2 separate regions of the Mus musculus genome follow, and region 1 is linked to region 2. Evidence: chromatin contacts called from public HiChIP or PLAC-seq data. All regions are on one chromosome and are shown on one strand. Each heading gives the region's core, a stretch centred on a gene start, on an enhancer-like site or on the middle of the called end of the contact. The rest is flanking DNA. Distances are from core to core; before and after follow the strand shown.

What was found. HiChIP or PLAC-seq counts read pairs in DNA pulled down with a chosen protein or histone mark.
Region 1: a contact with region 2 is called in an H3K4me3 HiChIP or PLAC-seq map of fetal liver, with 4 times the contacts expected there. The contact joins the enhancer-like site here to the promoter of Pdcd6ip in region 2. A contact is called at or near these places in 2 of 39 promoter capture datasets (hematopoietic stem and progenitor cells and liver), 5 of 115 datasets of contacts at active chromatin or transcription factors (the 230-238 cell line, cardiomyocytes, embryonic midbrain and 2 more) and 2 of 9 other capture datasets (liver and pancreatic islet).

What each region holds. Positions count from the first base shown.
Region 1 is chr9:113,988,183-113,992,043 of GRCm38.p6, reverse strand. It overlaps Fbxl2 (F-box and leucine-rich repeat protein 2), which reads left to right. Exons shown (of 15, transcript NM_178624.6): 6 at 1,167-1,235; 7 at 1,331-1,426; 8 at 2,608-2,734; 9 at 2,850-2,924. Among named protein-coding and RNA genes, the nearest start is that of Fbxl2, 37 kb to the left of the region's middle. Within about 2 kb of position 1,278, at least 32 of the 459 cell types and tissues checked have an H3K27ac peak or open chromatin away from gene starts, as enhancers often do. A contact at or near this core is called in fetal liver, where this site is marked.
Region 2 is chr9:113,705,943-113,710,009 of GRCm38.p6, reverse strand. It overlaps Pdcd6ip (programmed cell death 6 interacting protein), which reads left to right and starts at 1,751. Exons shown (of 18, transcript NM_011052.2): 1 at 1,751-2,111. The coding sequence starts at 1,903.

The DNA.
Region 1 (3,861 bases), core at 29-2,528, 280 kb before region 2:
GTTCTTTTGGGGATCGTACCCTCTCTTAGTCTTGGGGCTGGCAGGACGTAGCTTGAGGGAGAATGCTCTTGTAGAATGTGGGGAGCCCATGATCGCCAGCAACATAGAAATCAGTCAGACTGGTTTTAAAGACTCAAGTTTTTGTTTTCTTTTTTTGTTTGTTTGTTTTATGTGTATACGTGTTTGTCTGCACAGGCACGCAGTGCCTGCAGAGGCCATCAGAGGGCCCTGGATTCCCTGCAACTGGATTTATAGATGGTTGTGCGCAGCCTTTGGGTACTGGGAAAGAGACTGAGGTCTTCTGGAAGAGCAGCAAGTGCTCATAGGCTGAAGGTCTCTGCATGGCATCTCTGGTGTCATGCTTCTAGCTAATTCTTTCCCCGGCCGTGGGAGTTGCTCACATGCACATATCAGGGTAGCACATGGCAGCTGCTGGCATTCGATTCCGTGGCCCCTGATGAGCCCCATGGACTTCTTGGGTTTCATCTTCCTAGCCCTGCCCCAGGGATCCACTTTGGTTCCCCATCCTCACACAGCAGGGCAGAATGAGCAGATACAGGCTCTAGGTGGCTAGGTTTTGGAGGTGGTGGAGATGTCATGGAATAGCCAGGACCCGTGAGACCCGCTGAAGTGCCTCAGGACGATGCAGGGAGCGGTAGTCATGTGTAGCTTTCTGCGTCTGGTCCTGCTCTCACCCACCGTAAGGAAGGCAGCTGTTCTTCATAACTTGGGGTTCTTGCCTGTAGATGATGGCTCTTGATACTAACAAGACTGACAGTGGTCAGAGTGCCCCAGGGCACAGCACAGAGGTCTTACCTTGCTTCAAGTGGACTTTTCCAGTCGAGAAGTATCAGGCCTCCCATCTCAGATGACCCCCAAGGTGGGGCTGGAGGAGGGTTAGCTGACAGGTAGCTTGGGTCTTTATGCCAGGCTAGCAGTAGGCAGCGTCTGGGAGCGGCCCAGGTTACTGAGCCCTGTATCTGCCAAGGAGTCTGTGGCCTTTGCCGAGTTAGAGTGGACTTGGAAAGCAGTTTGAAGTGGATGGTTGTGCTGCCCTCTAGTGGCCACCTTGCAGCCGCCAGAGCACTTGTAGCCACTGGTGTTTTGCTTTGCAGCGTTTTTGTTAGGTTGGGGAAAAACAACTCTTTTTTTCCTTCTCATTTTAGGACCTTTGCACAGAACTGCCGGAACATTGAACATTTAAACCTCAATGGCTGCACGAAAATCACTGACAGGTAGGGTTAAGGACGGGTCTAGGGCGGGAGTGGCCACAAGGAGACAGGCGGAAAACAAGGTTGGAAACGTCTTTAGTATGTCTGCCTCGTTTCAGCACGTGTTACAGCCTTAGCAGATTCTGTTCCAAGCTGAAACACCTGGATCTCACGTCCTGCGTGTCTGTTACCAACAGCTCTTTAAAGGGCATCAGGTGAGAGCGCTTGGCATTGGGGGAGGGGGGTCAAAAAAAAAAAGTGTGGGCCGAGGAGGTGGCTCTGTCTGTAAGGCAATAAAGACAAGTCCCAGAATCCACGTAGACAGCCAGTGACCCCAGGGCTGCAGTGCTGGGGAGGAGACCTGGGGCTCACTGGCCGACCAGCCTCGCTGAATTGGGGCACCGAATCCAGCCAGGTTCACTGAGAGACCCTGTGAGGTAGGGGGGGGGGGGCAGAATGCAGGATGTAAAGCTAGGGCTGGGGAGAGGGCGCCACAGTTAGGAGCACGCACTGCTCCTGCAGAGGAACCAAGTTCCCAGCACCATGGCAGACAGCTAACAGTTGCCTCTAGTTTTCTCGTTTTCTGGACACGGTGGGCCACTGCATTCAGAGACATATAACCACACACACTTAAAATTTGAAAGAGATTTTAAAGCTAATTATTTTCTATTTTCTTTTTTTAAATTTATTTTTAAGTGCATTTGTGTTTTGCCTGAATGTATGTCTGTGTGAGGGTGTCAGGTCCTCTGGAACTGGAGTTACAGACAGGTGTGAGCCACCATGTGGTTGCTGGGATTTGAACTCAGGACCTCTGGAAGAGCAGCCAGTGCTCTTAACCACTGAGCCACCTCTCCAGCCCCGTTTTCTATTTTCAGTGCTATCATTTTCTTTTGATGGTGGATAAGTACAATAAATTGTAATTAATAGTGAACGTGTGAAATTCTAGGCAAAACTTGTGGCTCTGGAATGGCCCTTCTAACTGCACAGGGGCTCACTGAGATGTGCAGAATTTGAGGCTAGGTTAGTATTTGTTTGATTCTCTACCTTAATCTAACTATGTCATGTTTTTTGTTTGTGAGTTCATTACAATCAACTGATTTTTTTAAAAATTAATAACAAAAGGTGGCAAGCAACTGAGGAAGATACCTCGAAGTCAACCTCTGGCCATATGGACCATGCACCCACACATATGTGCACTTGCACAGAGAACCCCTAAACCCAGTCCTAGTATGGTCAGTGCCTTGGACTGAGGCATTCCTGGTGGCTTCACTGGGTGAGGAGGAAGTGGTTCCGCCAGGCCCTGGCCTAGTCTCCTCTCTAGGTTGTTTGTGGTGTACTGAGTTCAGCACCTTCTGCAGGAGGCTGCACAGGGTGCTGTTGTTCTTTGTTCTCTCAGCGAGGGCTGCCGGAACCTGGAATATCTGAACCTCTCCTGGTGTGACCAGATCACAAAGGAAGGCATTGAGGCGCTGGTGCGGGGGTGCCGGGGTTTGAAAGCCCTGCTCCTGAGGGGTTGTACACAGGTACAGAGGTCACACATCTGGTCAGCCTGTTTTCCTTGCTGTGGTGGTCATCTTGGTGCCCGATCCATTCTCTCACCTGGATTCCACCCCTCTTTCATTTCCTCCATCCACTCAGTTAGAGGACGAAGCTCTGAAACACATTCAGAACCACTGCCACGAGCTGGTGAGCCTCAACCTGCAGTCCTGCTCAGTAAGTATGGACCCGAGCGTTGGTGCGCGCGCGGCCCCACTGCCCGCCGCCACACCTATGCGCGGGCCCCACTGTGCGGCCCCACTGCCCGCCGCCACACCTATGCGCGGCCCCACTGTGCGGCCCCACTGCCCGCCGCCACACCTATGCACGGCCCCACTGTGCGGCCCCACTGCCCGCCGCCACACCTATGCGCGGCCCCACTGTGCGGCCCCACTGCCCGCCGCCACACCTATGCGCGGGCCCCACTGTGCGGCCCCACTGCCCGCCGCCACACCTATGCGCGGCCCCACTGTGCGGCCCCACTGCCCGCCGCCACACCTATGCGCGGCCCCACTGTGCGGCCCCACTGCCCGCCGCCACACCTATGCGTGGCCCCACTGTGCGGCCCCACTGCCCGCAGCCACACCTATGCGCGGCCCCACTGCCCGCCGCACCTGTGCTCAGTCAGCCCGTTGCCAGGCTGCATATACCCAAAGTGGCTGGCATCTGGCCACATAGCCTTGCCCTGACTCCACATCCTCTATCCTTATGGGAGTTGTGACTCTTTGTAAGGTGAGAGAACAATAATAATAGCAGCATGTTTGGCACAAGGCTATCGACACCTCCCCAGAATTATATAAATCAGCTTTGTTAGTTTCTATACCTGTATTTATATATGATATATTTATATATATATGTATATACATAAATATATGAGACAGATGGACAAGGTCTCACTGCATAGCCCAGGCTACTCTCTGAGAGCTTACTGAAAGCTGGGATTACAGGTGGGGGCCAATATGCCTGGCTCTTAAAAAAAAAAAAATCAGGAATGCTGTTACTAACCGCCTAGCTGTTAGAGCTCAATGTAGTTTCTTTTTAACACACTGGAGCCCTTCTGATCCCCCAGTGAGAATAGCAGCCGTGGGCTGGGAAGATAGCTCAGTCAGTCAAT
Region 2 (4,067 bases), core at 502-3,001:
CACCAGTTATGCTCTGAAACGTCACAGAATTTCTTATTTCGCCTGTTGTATTTCTTATAAATTGTGTGATCTGGCACTGGAGAGATGGTTCCCCTGTTAAAGCACTAGCTGCTCTTCCAGAGGACACAGGTTCGATTCCCAGCACCCATATGCAGCTCATCATTTCTGAAACTCCAGTTCCAGGGGATCTGATGCCCTCTTCTTACTTCAGGGGGCATCAGGAACAAACATGGTACACAGACATACATGCAGAAACCCATATATGTGTGTGTGTGTGTGTGTATATATATATATATATGTATATATATATATATATAATAAAAAATGAAAAAAATTGCGTGTTTGATGTGAAGGCTTGATAGATTCAAGTTAGTTTTGCCTGGAATGTTTCATGGACGATATTGTTCATCAACATTTGCTCCATCAAGAGTGGTGAGATGGCTCAGCAGGGAAAGGTGCTTGCTGTCAATCATGCCCACCTGAGTTCCACCCCTGAGACCCACGTGGTAGAAGGGACTGATTCCAGAAGTTGACCTCTGACCTCTGAGTACTCCCCAATAAATAAACCATAATAAAAATAAACAGTAAAAATACCAGACTTGTCTTCTGGGAGGCCTTCAAGAAACATTCTATGTATGTGCGCGTGAGGGCTGGCCCCAGAGGAGGCCCCAAGAGGGTGATGGGTCGCCTTGAGTTACAGGTGTTGAGTGTGTTCCTAAAGAGGCTACTGGGAACCCAGGTCGGCCTCTCACTCAGGCAGAGCAGCAAACAGTCTTTAACTGCTAATCTATTTCCCCAGTTACCCAGGGAGGCCTTTGTAAAAAATATAAAAAAAATTGCTTAAGTACGACTGATTGTACTAAATAGATTCTAGACACTGACTACAAGTTTCATAATGATTTGTGGTGTCACTCTTCAACTTCCTTTCATTCTAGTCTCTACTTCCCTTTTAAGTTCTGGATATGGGATACTCGTGCTTTAGGTCTGGGGCCTCTTCCCACTTAAGTCTCTCCACCCGTGCTCTCTTTTAATGTCAAATTGCGAGTATTCTTTTAAATTCATCTTCTGGGAGGATGTTTCTTAAATTATCTTGCTTATGCTATGTTCTTCTAAGAGATCTCTTTTTACGTACCTTACTACCGACTGTGTCCTTACCTGGAAGACTGCACGAAGGCAGGGACTTTTTCTACTTTTGCCCTGGGGGGTGGGGGTGGGGGTAAGGCTGCACACACAATGGACCTTCAACCGCACATCACAATACTCCCCAGGGTCTGGTCTCATAGGAGAAAGCATAACAAAGGAGCATTTCACCACCGGGCAGAATATATTGACCTATAAAATTAATTTTTGTAATAAAAAAGGAAAAATACAATCAATTAAAAATATTTTAAAAAGAAAAATAGAGCAGAATCTAAGGAGAATTTAAAATCTTCTTGAGCCGGGTGGTAGTGGCGTATGCCTTTAATCCCAGCATTGGGGAGGCATAGGCAGGAAGATCTCCGCGAGTTCGAGGCCGGCTTGGACTACAAGTCAGTTCCAAGATAGCCAGGGCTACACAGAGAAACCCAGTCTCGAACAAAACAACCAAACCAAACCAAAATAACCAAAAGAATCTTTTTGAAAATTTAATCATCGCAGTAGGCTACCGCCTGATCCCACCACGCAGGCGCCGCACAGGCGAGCCCAGGTGAGCGACGCTTTGGTGGCACCATCACGTGACCGAGCGGCGCGCCCCTCCGACTGCGCCTGCGCGGGGGCTCCCGGAAGTGGCCAGCTCGAAGCGCTGGCGGCCCAGTCCGTCGGCCCGTCGGTCCGCTCCTCCGCTGCCGGTGCCGAGCGCGCCTAGGCCGTGGTCGCTGTCCCTCCGTCTGTGCGGCCCGACGCGGCGGCCGGGCGCTCACCATGGCGTCGTTCATCTGGGTGCAGCTGAAGAAGACCTCGGAGGTGGACCTGGCCAAGCCGCTGGTGAAGTTCATCCAGCAGACGTACCCGAGCGGCGGCGAGGAGCAGGCCCAGTACTGCCGTGCGGCCGAGGAGCTCAGCAAACTGCGGCGCTCGGCGCTCGGTCGCCCGCTGGACAAGCATGAGGGCGCCCTGGAGACGTTGCTGAGGTGGGCCCGGGCGGCGGGGCTCCCTCCCAGCCTCCCTTCCTGTCCCCGCTCCCCTCCCCAGCCTCGCTTCCTCCTCCCTTCATAGCCTTTTCCTCTCCCCCGCGCCTGGCCTCCACTCTGACTCAGGCCAGCAGCGTAGGTGTGGTCAGCATTCTTTCCTGGTGAGAGGACTCATAACCCTGTCCTCCCTTCCGAGTGCCTTCTGTCACCGAGGCTCCTTACCTGGGAGGACGTCTGCCGTGTAATGATCTCTCTGGTTACAGCCGTTTGACCGGTTTTCACTTTTTGGGTGTTACAACTGGAGTCTCCCTTTTACAATCCCTGTTTGTGACTTTATTGGACCACGTCTAGATTTCCTAATAATAGTTACGAAAGGGAAGGGAGAGAATTTGGACACTAAACCAAATGTCGGTGACTTATTATATTGTTCACTTGAAGTAAGTCATCTCATGTTCCAATAATCAAGTGACAGACTGACAGTTGTAAAAGTTAGGAGCTACAGTCGTTTGAAAGAAAACTTGAATGACATAGTAGACCGCTGAGACTGGTTACTTAAAAATCTTTTGACACGGGCGTATGCACGTATGGAATACCCTGGTCCTTTTTGCAATTGGTGACAACCCAGGTACTTGATAATGATAACATTTCCGTGATACCTTATGATCCAATTTCTGGTAATATGATCTTGTTTCATGCAAGGGACGCTGGTGGATTAGGGTGGGAACAGAGCTGTCCAGAGACACCCCTTAGTTTTGGCATCATCTTGCTCCCGTGATGTTTCCTGCATGTGTTGCCAGATGGCCACTAGCAGCCCTTACCGTAGTTAGAATGGCTCCCAGCACTGAGTAGACTTTATCTGTTGACAGAGTGAGGAGCCAGATTTCAAACAGTTCTCTCACGAGAGTTTTAGAGTGGATTTGCTTTAAAGTGCCCGAGTTTTGTAAAACTGTAAGGAACGTCTGCGAGTGCTGGGGTTAGTCACACAGTGCTTGTCTGCGGGTGGTATATGTGGCCTGTGTATCCAGCGGCTGTCTCAAGTGCTTGATGCACATTGTATCATCCGTGCCTCTAAGGCAGTGGTTCTCAAACTGTGGGTCACGGCCCCTTTGGGGTGACGTATCAGACATCCTGCATATCAGATATTTATATTACCATTCGTGATAGTAGCAGAATTACAGGTATGAAGTAACAACAGATTTTATGGTTGGGCGTCACTACACCAGGAGGAGCTGTATTAAAGGGCAAAGCATTAGAAAGGTTGTGAGCCATTTCTGTGAGGGAAGCTTTGCCTTCGCCTTACAAGTCTTCAGACAATGCCTGAGACATTGAATGCAGCCTTGGGCTGCGTGCTTTGCAGCGTTTGAGTTCTGCCCACTGTGATATACTTAAGTCTGCTTAAGCACATTTGTAATTGTTTTAATGTACTTATTTCTAAGAATGTTCTCTCCTACTCTCTGTCTGTCTCTGTGTGTGCATGCCTTGGCTTGCATGCCTTGACATGTATACGGAGGCCAGAAGACAGTATAGTAGTTGGCTTTGTGGTCAGGCTTGGTGGCAAGCATCTTCCTGTACTTAGCTTTCTGGCCAGCCCTGAAGAGATGTTGTTCTTTACTGCATCATTTCCTGTGTTGGATGTGTTTTGGGGGACATCTTTCAGTCACGCTGAGAAAGCATATTGGCTTTCTTTCAAGTTGTGTTAAACTTGCATAGGTCTCTATATTGTTAGGTAAGTAATCTTAGGCTAGAGTCTTGATTGCCAAATCTTTGTGAATCTTAAAGAGAGGGGTGTGGTATACTCTTGCTGTTTTGGTAGATTGTCTTCCTAGAGAACTTTGGTATCTGAAACAGAGGCAGAACTAGAGGGTAGCTAGTTACTGGTGTCTGCTCCCTCTGTGGAAGTACATAGCTCATGTGTTTGTCTCTCCAGGAGCAGCATTTTGCCTATGGTCTAGTAAG